3 separate regions of the Mus musculus genome follow, and regions 2 and 3 are each linked to region 1. Evidence: chromatin contacts called from public targeted proximity ligation data. All regions are on one chromosome and are shown on one strand. The core of a region is the stretch at or near the end of the contact, and the rest is flanking DNA. Distances in the headings are between cores, read along the strand shown. Region 1 has its middle 19 kb from the start of Ms4a4a. Region 2 overlaps Ms4a4d (membrane-spanning 4-domains, subfamily A, member 4D). Region 3 overlaps Ms4a20 (membrane-spanning 4-domains, subfamily A, member 20).

Region 1 (4,532 bases), core at 1,836-4,335:
ATGTATCTGATCTCAGATTCTACTGCTGTCAAGGAAAACAAATGAAAACCTTCAAGCTGAGGGCAATGCTGAAGAGCTCTCTCAGAGCAGTGGGAAACAGGACTGGTGATGTTCCATTCTCAACTGCCTTGGACCTGAAAAGGAATGGAAATCAGTTACACAGCCCATCCACATTCCCACAAATGCCTCTGTCTATCACTGGAAGCTCCCTATTCTTCCAAAGACATATTTCTCTCATGTTTCTTTCTAGAGCCTCCTAATGTGTTTCTGTCTTTAGCCTTGTCTCAAACCTCTTGCCGAAAATGTGTCTCTGTTTCCTGCGAGGTTGAGTTCTTCAGATGACTTCTTGACATAAGAAGTAAGCTTCAAATTTATTGTGAACATCAAAGCTTGTGCAATGGAGCTGGACAGCTCTAGCTGATTGTATGCTAAGCTTGATTTTTGGAAGGTTGAAAAATGATATCCTAATACTCCAATGAGTTAAATTAAACAGCTTGGTAACTATCATCTTCACATTTCTAATTAACCAATAAAAGTAATTCATGTGAATGAATTCAATATCTCTGGTAGAAAATAACAGAAAATAAAACCATCCATTCTCCCATGAAAAATAAATCAGGAAGATATGGAATTTTCCTACAAATAGCCCTAGTTTTGGAGTTGACTGTCCCTCCAGGACCCTGTGTTAACAGTCTAGAACATGCTGTGCTGCTGTTGGATAAGTGTGAAATCTTAAGAAAGTGGCTTTAGTGAAAGGGACTGAGAATTGCTGGTGGCTTGTCCTTAAAATGAAGAGGAACAACCATCATCCTCCCTCCTCTCTGCCCTCTCAGCCATGAGGTCAACAGTTTGCTTCACCATGGTCTTCCACCGTGAAGTGCAGACAGAGCACAGACCTCCCTACCCCATGGCAGATTCACTTCAAAATGGACTGATACCTCTCAAACTGTGAGTTTAAAAATCAAAACAAAACAAACAACAACAAACCCACAAAGCTTTACTTTCATTTTGTTAGTATTTTCGGAGTTTCTTTTTTTTTTTTCTTTTTTTTTCCTTTTTTTTAAAATTTATTACGTATTTTCCTCAATTACATTTCCAATGCTATCCCAAAAGTCCCCCATACCCTCCCCCCCACTTCTCTACCCACCCATTCTCATTTTTTTGGCCCTGGCGTTCCCCTGTACTGGGGCATATAAAGTTTGTGTGTCCAATGGGCCTCTCTTTCCAGTGATGGCCGACTAGGCCATCTTTTGATACATATGTAGTTAGAGTCAAGAGCTCCAGGGTACTGGTTAGTTCATAATGTTGTTCCATCTATAGGGTTGCAGGTCCCTTTAGCTCCTTGGGTACTTTCTCTAGCTCCTCCATTGGGAGCCCTGTGATCCATCCAATAGCTGACTGTGACCATCCACTTATGCGTTTGCTAGGCCCCGGCATAGTCTCACAAGAGACAGCTACATCTGGGTCCTTTCGATAAAATCTTGCTAGTGTATGCAATGGTGTCAGCGTTTGGAAGCTGATTATGGGGTGGATCCCTAGATATGGCAGTCTCTACATGGTCCATCCTTTTGTCACAGCTCCAAACTTTGTCTCTGTAACTCCTTCCATGGGTGTTTTGTTCCCAATTCTAAGAAGGAGCACAGTGTCCACACTTTGGTCTTCATCCTAGTTTCATACAGTGTATTTTGATCATATCTACCCCTACTCTCACTTCTCCCAGACCCACTCCCTCTTTACCCACCCACCTTTGTGTTCTCATTCTCCTTATATCTATAGTTTAACACACCAATGAGAGTAAAGTTCATCTCTCAACCCTTATTAGAGAAGCTTCCTTTTGCCCTAAATAGAGGTTAACACAGAGACCAAGAGCTGATCAGAATGCAAATGATAAGGAACTGAAGGCTTCCAAGCTCTAAATGGGACATCTGTCATACCCCCTTCTTCCAAGATTCAGGGGTCACTGTAAAACAGGGAGCAGAAAAACTGAAAAAGAATAAGAGAAGAGGATGACTGCAAAATCTTTATACGTTAATTGTCACGACTATTTGCCATAGTGATGGAAAGTGGGCAACTGTAAATGGATAAATGCTTTTAACGGAAAATATGACAGGAATTTATAAAATGAAGGCTGGGACTTGAAAGGTTGGCTCAGTGGTTATGAGGGTTGGCTGCTCAGTGTGAGAAGATGTGCTTAACCCTGAGAGGCGCCAGGGAGGGGAGAGGTCTGGTGAGATGTAGGGGAACATCCTCTTGGAGATGGTGGGAGGAGGAATGGGATGAGGAACAGTCAGAGGGTGGACTAGGAGAGGAATAAAGACTGGCCTGTAAAAAAGATTAAATAATAATAATCTCTCACTGTTATTCTAAATTACTCTTCATATAAACAACGATGGAGAATAACATTAGTCATGCTGTGTTGGCATATGTCTTGATCTGAAAACCTGTATCATAATTAAATAATTAATGATAAATGGTAGATGTGCTTTATTAAAATTAAAATCAGTGTATAAATGGAGATATCCCATGGTACTATTCTGCAAACATTAAAGAAAAGGTTTGAACTAACTTCTTTAAATTACTATTATTTAAACATGAATAAATATACATGGCAAACTGCTAAAAATTAGTAAATGAAAACTAATTAAAGCTATTAGAAATTCAGCAAGATAGCTAGTAAAACATTTTATAAACAAAGTGTGTGTGTATTTAAGTTAAAATGTTCATTTGATTGTTTAAGAATTGAATAGAGACTTTTGTTTAAATACCAAAATATTTATAAAGCATCTCAGAGGAATACCATTAGGAAAGGATGTGAAATATACATAATAAACGTGCCTGAAGTAACCATGGTGAAACCAGAAAAACAAAAACATAAACAAACAAACAACAACAAAAAAAAACCTCTTGTGGAGATCTTTTTCCAGGTTTCTGATAAGGCAGAGAAACTACATAAATAAAGCTAAGAGGATCAAGCAATTGGTGTAGCTGTGCCAGATCAAAAGGAAAGAGTGCCATTTCACAGATGACACTTGAAAACCAAGTATGAAGATGATTACAGAAAGTGAGCAAATATTTCAAAGCATTGAACAAAGGCTTCCTGGGTGGTACCCACCTGTCAGAACCTGAGTAGCACGGCGGGTGACCCTCACAGCCCTCCCAGTTCCTAGGAAAGAATTCAATATGAAGTCACAGATTCAAAACACCCAATTTTGTGGTCAGGTAAAGGAAGTTAAAATGAGATCAGAAAAGCAAAGTGGTTTGGCTCCCGCCTATGCTCTTCCGGAGAAGATTATTTCTCAACGCTGGCTTTGATATCTGACACATTGAAGGCATAAGAGTCTTCACTACACGGTGATGGTAGCTTGTCCTACTTGTTTGGCATGAAATTGTACAATAACGCATTCAGTAGAGTGTCCAGAGCAGAACATACAATAAAAGCTATTATTTGTGTTGATACTGATAGATACATATTTGTACACCCTGTCCCAAAGTGGGTCCCCATCTGTAGTCTTCAAACGTAAGCTCTTGTTACAAATGTGAGGCAAATCAAGCTAAAACTCTAAACATCCTTCTCCTTATCTGTCTACAGATGAATGGAACCTGCCACCCTTGAGTGACTTCTCTGATTCTTACCTAATCATTAGAAATCTGTGTTCTAATGAGTAATCGACAATTAATTGTTGGTCAAGCCTAATATTTTAAACTCAAGTTATATCCTGAATTTGTGGGAAAGTTCAAATATGATTCTCTTATTCATGTAAATATTTTAGCCATTTTAAAAATCAACTCATAATGTTTAATTTACTTCTAGAAGGCTTTTTAAAATTAAACTTATATAATGAATTTAACTACTAGAAATTTCTTTTTCTTTTTATCTTTGCAAATGTATGTGTGGTACATGTCTGCGTTTGTGTTCATGTTAATACATTTGTACATGCACATGCCACAATATGTGTGAAGGTCAAAGGACAACCTCAGACATTGGTCCTCACTTTCTACTTTTCTTGAGACAGGATTTTTGGTTTCCTGCTATATAGATTTCAGGTTAGCTGACCCAAGTCTCCATGTCTTCTGCCTCCTTCCTATCTCTCTTCTATCTCTCTTCCTATTTCACAGCAGGAAGGACTGAGATTACAGATGGGTCACCTCCATTTTTGCACAGGTTCTGGGGATCCAAATTCAGATGCTCATACTTTCCCAGCATGTGCTTAGCACACAGATTTGATAGCCTGGATGAAATATCTTAAACCTCAGGATAAGAAATGGCCCGGAAGTGCTGTGGAATGCAGTGCTCTAGACAGCATATAGCTGTTATACACATTAAATCACAGAATCTGTAGTTATGTCTTTAGGACTTGCAGGAGTTCAAGCAGGTTAAAATTTCTAGCATACAGTAGAGAGCCCTGCTGAGCCCCATCCCTAGCTGAGGAACTAGTGGCAATTCATAGCTCCTGGGGGAAGGACAAAACGTTTTCTTTGGTGGCTGTCCACTGATAGTTTTTCATGCCCCAGTAGATGGCTACACCTTTACG
Region 2 (4,079 bases), core at 679-3,178, 200 kb before region 1:
AGATTTTGCTGAAAGAACCCAGATATAGCTGTGTCTTGTGAGGCTATGCAGGGGCCTAGCAAACACAGAAGTGGATGCTCACAGTCAGCTATTGGATGGACCACAGGGCCCCCAATGGAGGAGCTAAAGAAAGTACCCAAGAAGCTAAAGTGATCTGCAACCCTATAGGTGGAACAACAATATGAACTAACCAGTACCCTCTGGAGCTTGTGTCTCTAGCTGCATATGTATCAGAAGATGGCCTAGTCAGCCATCAGTGGAAAGAGAGCCCCATTGGTCGTGCAAACTTTATATGCCTCAGTACAGGGGAATGCCAGGGCCAAGAAGTGGGAGTGGGTGGGGGAGTGTGTGGGGGACTTTTTGGATAGCATTGAAAATTTAAATGAAATAAATACCTAATAAAAAAATTTCAAATTAAAAAAAAGAAAATTATGTGTCATATATATATATATATATATATATATATATATATATGCGTGTGTGTGTGTGTATGCGAGAGAGACAGATGGATAGACACACACATAGATAGATAGTTAGATAGATAGATAGATAGATAGATAGATAGATAGATAGATAGATAGATAGGATAGATAGATAGCTGAATATGTGAATATGATGGCTGTATATAATGTACAACTACAACTATAGCTCTTGAGGAGTCTAAAAAGAAATGAGACAAATACTACTGAATTATCTAAGTTTGGTTTAATTCTTAACATACTTCCTCCTTTTTCTTTTGTTTCAGTTTTTTTTTTGTGTGTGGTTGTAAACATTCAATAAAAGCCCACTTCTATTTACATGACTTTCCAAAAAGGATGACTATAAGATTGTGACACAAAACAAGAAAATAGGAGTAGATTCTGGAACTGCTCAGAAACATTATTTTGAGATATATTCTCTCTGGCTTGTGTGTAAAATTTCCCAGTTAAGCCAGCCCACTCTTTATCCTCTAGAACTCAGCATCCACAGTGATTCCTGTCCACTGTAGAACCACAGGCACCTCTGTAGGGACACAGCTGACTCCATCAGGACATTAAAGCTGTAATATCTCCTGTCATCTTTCTGTGTTACATGAGACAGAAAACAGTCTTTTAGACTGCCTCACTATGGGCTAAGCATCTTGTCCTCTAGAGAGAAGGTCAGAATTTTATTTTCCTTAAGTGCTTTCAGAGGAAGAGTGCAGACAGGATAAGAAAATTGAATAAATTATTTACAGTTTTAGGAAATGCAACCTTGCTGCTGTGGGAAAAATAATGCTTCCCTTCCTCTTCTCACCTTTTCTACTATTCTATTCTCTTGATAAGGGGAGAAGTTAAAAAAACCCCAAATGCTTCAAATGGAGAGGGAAAAATGCAGTATTTCATAATACCATCAGCCTTGCTCATAATGTCTGTGGCTTATTGGGCAATAGGAAAGATGCAGCTGAGAATACAGCCTGGCCACTGCTGTGTGCTGTGACCAGATTCAGAGAACAAAGGGTTGAGAGCTTAGCATAAGCACTTTCATAACTGACTGGGACATCCCATCCCTAGCTGAGAACTCACTTCCTGTGATGAGAACAAGGAAGCAACAGCACACAAAGAACAGAGAAAGAGCTGCATGGAAGGAAACTGAGAACTGAGAGAATCAATGAAATCTTTGTGAGTGTGACCCATTGCCAACAAGAAGCACTGCTGTGGGCTGGTCTGACTTTATGGGTGGGTATCTGAGGAACATTAATGAGGAAAATGTTTGTTTGGTTTGGTTTGGTGTGGATTTTGTTTTATTTGAAACAGCTTCAGATCAATCATTATCTTTTTGGTCTTGAATTAATTACTTTGTAGTTCTTGTCTTATGTAATATTTTTAATGTCCCCCCACCCCGTACTTTTTGCATTTTATGTGTTTTTTTTGTACAATGTGTGTATGTGCATAATTTGTGGGCATGTGTCTGTGAAAGTCAGCAGAGGGCATTGGATCCCCTGGAACCTGGGTTAAGATTGTTGTGAGTCACAATGTGGGTTCTGGGAACTTAAACCAGGTCCTTTCCAAGAGCAACAAGTACTCTGAACTACTAAGCCGTCTCTCCAATCCCATTTGGTATTTTTTTTTAATGTTTTCTTTCTGAGAACTGTCTTGATATAGCTATATTAAAAGTTAATTTAAGATAATTAGTAAATAGCATCGGGCCTAAGTTTGGCTCCTGGAACACATCAATACCTGCAGATGTACCCTGGATGCTTGGAAATATGCAAATAATTTAAATCATGCTATGCCAAATTAATGCAGGATCTAGACTTATTCTATAATGAATAATAAACATTGACACATACTTAGAATCAATTTATCTAAGAATGTACTGACAATCTTATTTCTTTTTGGGAAATTTAGCTTAAAAGCAGTCTTTGGACTTTGCCTTTAACCAGAAAGATAAAGTGAACATTCAACTGGAAGACAGTGAAACCTTCAACGGCAACCTTTAGTGACTTAGTTTCACAAGTTAGGCCTCATATCTGAAAGATTCAGCAATCTCTAAAAAGAATGGCTCTACTTGGAACCAAGTGTTTAAATATGTGAGCTTCAATCCTCAATAATAAGTAACTTTTTAGGTCATATGTAATATATACACATATGTGTATGTATACTCTCTATATCCACACAAAATATATACTATATATGTACAGTGAGATGCACTATACTTATATAAATATACAATGTATATAGATGCATATATGTGTGTGTTTGTGTGTTCATGCATGTGTGTGTATTTAAGGTTCAAGTGCTCTGATTTCAATCACTTTTGTTTATTGTAACTTTTCACCATAACAATTAAGGCATATACTATTAAGATGAACATTCATGTAGGATTAAAATTGGTTGCTATTATTAGTAAGGTAATACACCTGCTGTCTTACATAGTTTATGTGTCTGTATATGATCGTGAGCAGCCAAATTTATTTATTTAGCAACCCCCCCCCAAAAAAAACCCATGAACTCCATTCTTCACTCTTTGGAGACTTCACCTCACTAAACCAAGGTTTTTATCAGTTTACATTAAAATTTTTTTTGCCAATTAAATTCTTCTTGTACATACAATGAATAGAAGATTTTAAAGTGTTATTGACTTAATAAATGCTTGACTTACTTATTTAGAGCATGTCTTATATTCGTACAAAAAGCCAAATGCATACACATGTGCACACACACACTCTCACACATGAAAACACGTACATCAAAATTAGACTATTTCTCCTGGTTGGTTCCTGTATAGATTTTCTGGAACATTTTTCCCTTGGCATTCTGATGGTGGCAATGGTTGAAGTATCATGGGGGGTGCTGTCACTGTCACAGCAGAATTTGATGGTAGCACTACAAGAACCTGTGGAATGAATCAAAATGTCATTGAGTCATCCAGGATAGTCAGCACTTCCATTTCCTTACCTCATAATGTTACCTTTACTAGTGCCTACACTGTGGCTACTCAGTTGAATCAAACACCACACTGGGTGGTGTCTGGGCCACCTCTTGGATCATCAGGTGGCAGAGATTGAGCAGAGATGTGTGCAGCTGCATCTTAGAGCATCTGCCTTCTGTACAAATGGCTTACTTGAACCAACGTGTCACAGGGAACCAAATTAGTTTGTTCCTGTTGTCATTAGCACATCCAAACATTGACATGTTGGCCATGAATAAAGTTCAGCACCCATGACAGTAGCCCAGAATGACAGAAGCATAATGACACATGGAAATATATTCTGTCCCTTACAATCAAGGGGCATGTGCCAGCAGTAGAATGCAGAGGATACATCCTTAAGCAAATCAGGCTCCTAGGCCACTGCATTTATGGATTAACACACATGAGGTCAGTAGAAACAGCAATTGCTGGATTTCACAAGCTTCTTATACAAACTTAGAAATAGCTTATCTGGCATACTGTATTCATGATCTAATTCCTGGCTATTTTCTCCTCCTATGTACTTTTCTCCTCCTATGCATGTGACTTTCTTCTCCCTATGTGACATACTTCTTCCTCCATGTTCAAGAGCATCTGCAGCAGGTCTTGGGTTAAGACAAAGGCCAGGTGTGCAGAAGCTGAAAGTT
Region 3 (4,204 bases), core at 559-3,058, 250 kb after region 1:
CCCACTTCCTTATACAACCCAGGACCACCTGCTCAGGGGTGGCACTACCTGTCCTTAAGTGATCTGGTCCTACCCACATCAATCATTAATCCAGAGACTTGCCTACAGAAAATGTGACAAAAGCATATTTTTCACTTGAGATTCTTTCCCCCAGATAATTCTAGCTGGTGTCAAGTTGACAAAGAAAAGTGGGGAGGGGAGAGGACATGACATATGACTGTTAATAAAGAGGGTGAGAAAAAATAACCCATGGAAAGAGAACTATCATCTGTGGGTCTATAGAACATCATCAGAATACAAAAGAAGAAGGAGAAGAAGAGGAAGAAGAAGAAGAAGAAGAAGAAGAAGAAGAAGAAGAAGAAGAAGAAGAAGAAGAAGAAGAAAAGAAGAAGGAGGAGGAGAAGGAGAAGAAGAAGAAAAAGAAGAAGAAGAAGAAGAAGAAGGAGGAGGAGGAGGAGGAGGAGGAGGAGGAGGAGAAGGAGAAGGAGAAAGAAGGAGAAGGAGAAGAAGAAAAAGAAGAAGAAGAAGAAGAAGAAGAAGAAGGAAGAAGAAGAAGAAGAGAAGAAGAAGAAAAGAAGAAGAAGAAGAAGGAAGAAGAAGAAAAGAAGAAGAAGAAGAAGAAGAAGAAGAAGAAGAAGAAGAAGAAGAAGAAGAAGAAGAAGAAGAAGAAGAAGAAGAAGAGGAGGAGGAGGAGGAGAAGAAGAAGGAGGAGGAGGAGAAGGAGAAGTAGAAAGAAGGAGAAGGAGAAGAAGAAGAAAAAGAAGAAGAAGAAGAAGAAGAAGAAGAAGAAGAAGAAGAAGAAGAAAAGAAGAAGAAGAAGAAGAAGAAGAAGAAGAAGAAGAAGAAGAAGAAGAAGAAGAAGAAGAAGAAGAAGAAAAGAAGAAGAAGAAGAAAAGAAGAAGAAGAAGAAGAAGAAGAAGAAGAAGAAGAAGAAGAAGGAAGAAGAAGAAGAAGAAGAAGAAGAAGAAGAAGAAGAAGAAAGAAGAAGAAGAAGAAGAAGAAGAAGAAGAAGAAGAAGAAGAAGAAGAAAAGAAGAAGAAGAAGAAGAAGAAGAAGAAGAAGAAGAAGGAAGAAGGAAGAAGAAGAAGAAGAAGAAGAAGAAGAAGAAGAAGAAGAAGAAGAAGAAGAAGAAGAAGAAGAAGAAGAAGAAGAAGAAGAAGAAGAAAAGAAGAAGAAGAAGAAGAAGAAGAAGAAGAAGAAGAAGAAGAAGAAGAAGAAGAAGAAGAAGAAGAAGAAGAAGCAGCAGCAGCAATCAGAACACCCCAGTGGGGCACAGTGCCCTGCCCACTTCTGCTCGCCCATCATGGTTAGTCACAACTCTGGAAGCTCACATACATGGATTCTGGTTCTGAAGGTTCCCATGTTAGCTGTGCAACCCTGAGCAAAGTACTTTACTAACCTGAGCAAACACGGAGAACACTAGCAAGCTAAAAACTTCGTTCACACGCCTGTAAACCCAACACTTAGGAGGCAGTGGTAGGCAGATCTCTGTGGGTTTAAGGCCACTCTATTCTACAGACCACGTTCCAGAACAGCCAGAACTTCACGGAGAAAGTCTAAAACAAACTTTGCTCTCTCTTTCAGCTAAAGTTTTTTTTCCCCAAAGAGCAGAGGCCACTTTGCTGAGAAGAAGTTTGCCAACTATGATTGTGGGGAACCAGAGTCTGGTTTCCTTGCCTTTTTACCACCACCTAAGCAGTCACTGTTAACATCATGTTCCTTCCGAGTCTTTGTTCTAAGCTCGTAACCCCAAAGTATTGTGCAAGCATGTGTACACAGAGCTAAATATCTGGCGTTGCACTTCCAGAGCAGTAACTAACACAGTTGACCTCAAAACCTTGACAGTCCTCTTGAGATTTTGCTAGTTCCTGACTCAGTGCCAGCTCATATTCAGTTTCTGTTTCTGTGTGAAGGCTGGTTTTGTTGTGGCACAGCCATGGTAGCAGATAGAAGTAAATATGGCCCCTTGGCTGGTTTTCAAAAAATTCACCAAGCATGTTGCTTCTTTTTCCTGAAGCATGGTTGTGTATAGAGTCTAAGTGTCATTTCCAAGCCACAGTCTGCAGCCTTTGGTAAACCTAAACACCTCTGCCAGCCCCCTTCCTCTCCATACTACCTTAAGGAGCAAAGCCTACGTTTCTTTTCTATGCAAAGCCAGCCTGGTCCCTTCTCTGGAAGCAGCTGGCATCATTCCAGTGTTTTTATATTCACATAAGCTTACTACTTTTTATAAATATCTTCTTAGTGGAAGGAGTGAGTAAATATAATAGATGCCTGTTAGGATTTAGAGATGGTTTGGTTTGGTTTGGTTTGGTTTGGTTTGGTTTGGTTTGGTTTGGTTTGGTTTGGTTTGGTTTGGTTTGGCTTTTTGAGACAGGGTTTCTCTGTGTAGCTATGGCTGTCCTGAAATTCTCTTACAGACCAGGATGGCCTCGAACTCAGAGATCTGCCTGCCTCAGCCTCCCCAGTGCTGGGTTTAAAGATGTGCACTGGCACACCCGATAGGATTTAGATTCTTCATCCTTAGAAGAAGTGCTTCATTGGGCCAGCCATGGCCGCCCATGGATCGAACAGAGTGGGATTTCCTCCTGGTTTTCATAGCAGACGCTTAAAATTAAAACTAATTTCACTAAAACTTAAACTGACAAGGAAGGCACAAAGGAGATGACTTGGTGGTTTGTTAAAGCCCTTTGCTGAACTAACATGAGAGCAGAGTCCAGATATCTGAAACACATATAAAGGTCACCTGCCATTGCATCCTCAGAAGGCAGTGGATCCCCAAAACAAGCTGGATAGTAAGACTAACCAGATCAGTGGATTCTGGGCTTGACTGGGAGACTCTGCCTCAGTGAATAAGATGGACCTCAGGCCTTCTCATGCACACATTCATGCACAAGTACATGTATGTATACACACACACACACACACACATGCTTGTTTATGCGAGCATGAAAATGGGAGAAGAAATAAATGAATGAAGAAAGTCTTTAAAATAGGAAGAGAACTTCCTGCTACGCAACTTGAAATTCCTGTGTCCCTTTAAGTCCTTTGCTTTGATTTGCTGTTAAATCACTCCCTCTTCCCATGACCACAACTCATGGTTCAGCTCCTCCTCAATGAGACACCTTCCTTCATAGTCCATACAGTGTCCTTCGGGTCCCTTAAAAGAGTTTGGTGGCTTTTCAAGGGAAACTGGGACTTAAATACTGAAGTGGCACAAATAAGCCTGAAAATTCCTGAACTTGAAACCTGTTGATATCATGGCATTTATTAAAATTCATTACATAACAAACAGAATATAACTTTTCTCCCCCATTATCATTACTCTAAGGTTTCTTTTTTGTGTATGGAGGTGGTTTGTCTGCATATGTATCTGTGCATCATGTGAATATAGTGTCCTCAGAAGAGGGCACCAGATCCCCTGGCACTGGAGTTACAGACAGTTGTGAGCTGCTGTGTGGGTACTGAGAATTGATCCTGGATCCTCTGGAAGAGCAGTCAATGCTTTTAACCACTGAGTCATCTATCCAGTCCCTGTTGTAACCTTCTGACGCTTAGCACATTACAGACACTGTATATAATGACATCCTGACGAGCACGTGTACTGTGAAACGTGTTGTAAAATAAAAACTTTTTATGCTACTAACTTCTAGACAAGTTTGGAGTGAAGTTTTGATAGTAACCACACTTAATACACTTACAAAATGTTAGATTTTACAAGTTGTTTTTCGGACAAGAGAGTTAGAGAGATGGCTAAGTAGGTAGAATGGTCATTGCACAATCATGAAGACCTGAACTAAAATTCCCAGAACTAATGCAAGTCAGACACAGGACCACACCTGCAATCCTACTATGTCTAGGGTGAGATGAAAGATAGAGAATCCCCATGTATACACACACAGTAAATAGTGCTCTAAATCTGTTTATTCTATCCATGACTTCTTTTTATTTTTTTAATCTATTGCAGCATATGTTTGCAATTATAACAAACATCATAAGTATCTTCGTGGCTATATTTGGTTTAATTCTACTTGGATATGAATTTCCAATTTTTGAATCAATAGGAACTGAATACATTTGGTCAAATGTAAGTACCAATTTTAATAATAACTCAATAATAGTGTTAGATAGAACTGAAAAAAATATTACAAATGGCACACAATGAAATTGCTCTAAAATACGTATGGATAGAAGAACACTAGTT

What was found.
Region 2: a targeted proximity ligation map of bone marrow-derived macrophages shows a contact between it and region 1, with 6 times the contacts expected there. A contact is called at or near these places in 1 of 484 Hi-C or Micro-C datasets (bone marrow-derived macrophages), 7 of 130 datasets of targeted methods (CD8 T cells, the SCID.adh cell line, T-cell acute lymphoblastic leukemia and 3 more) and 1 of 9 other capture datasets (bone marrow-derived macrophages).
Region 3: a targeted proximity ligation map of memory CD8 T cells shows a contact between it and region 1, with 78 read pairs. A contact is called at or near these places in 3 of 484 Hi-C or Micro-C datasets (bone marrow-derived macrophages and macrophages), 4 of 130 datasets of targeted methods (CD8 T cells, bone marrow-derived dendritic cells and memory CD8 T cells) and 1 of 9 other capture datasets (bone marrow-derived macrophages).

What each region holds. Positions count from the first base shown.
Region 1 is chr19:11,354,609-11,359,140 of GRCm38.p6, reverse strand. No RefSeq gene overlaps it. Among named protein-coding and RNA genes, the nearest start is that of Ms4a4a, 19 kb to the left of the region's middle.
Region 2 is chr19:11,557,155-11,561,233 of GRCm38.p6, reverse strand. Ms4a4d (membrane-spanning 4-domains, subfamily A, member 4D) reads right to left here. Exons shown (of 7, transcript NM_025658.5): 7 at 2,768-3,357. The coding sequence ends at 3,217. Among named protein-coding and RNA genes, the nearest start is that of Ms4a4d, 22 kb to the right of the region's middle.
Region 3 is chr19:11,105,560-11,109,763 of GRCm38.p6, reverse strand. Ms4a20 (membrane-spanning 4-domains, subfamily A, member 20) reads left to right here. Exons shown (of 7, transcript NM_027058.1): 5 at 3,968-4,087. Among named protein-coding and RNA genes, the nearest start is that of Ms4a20, 23 kb to the left of the region's middle.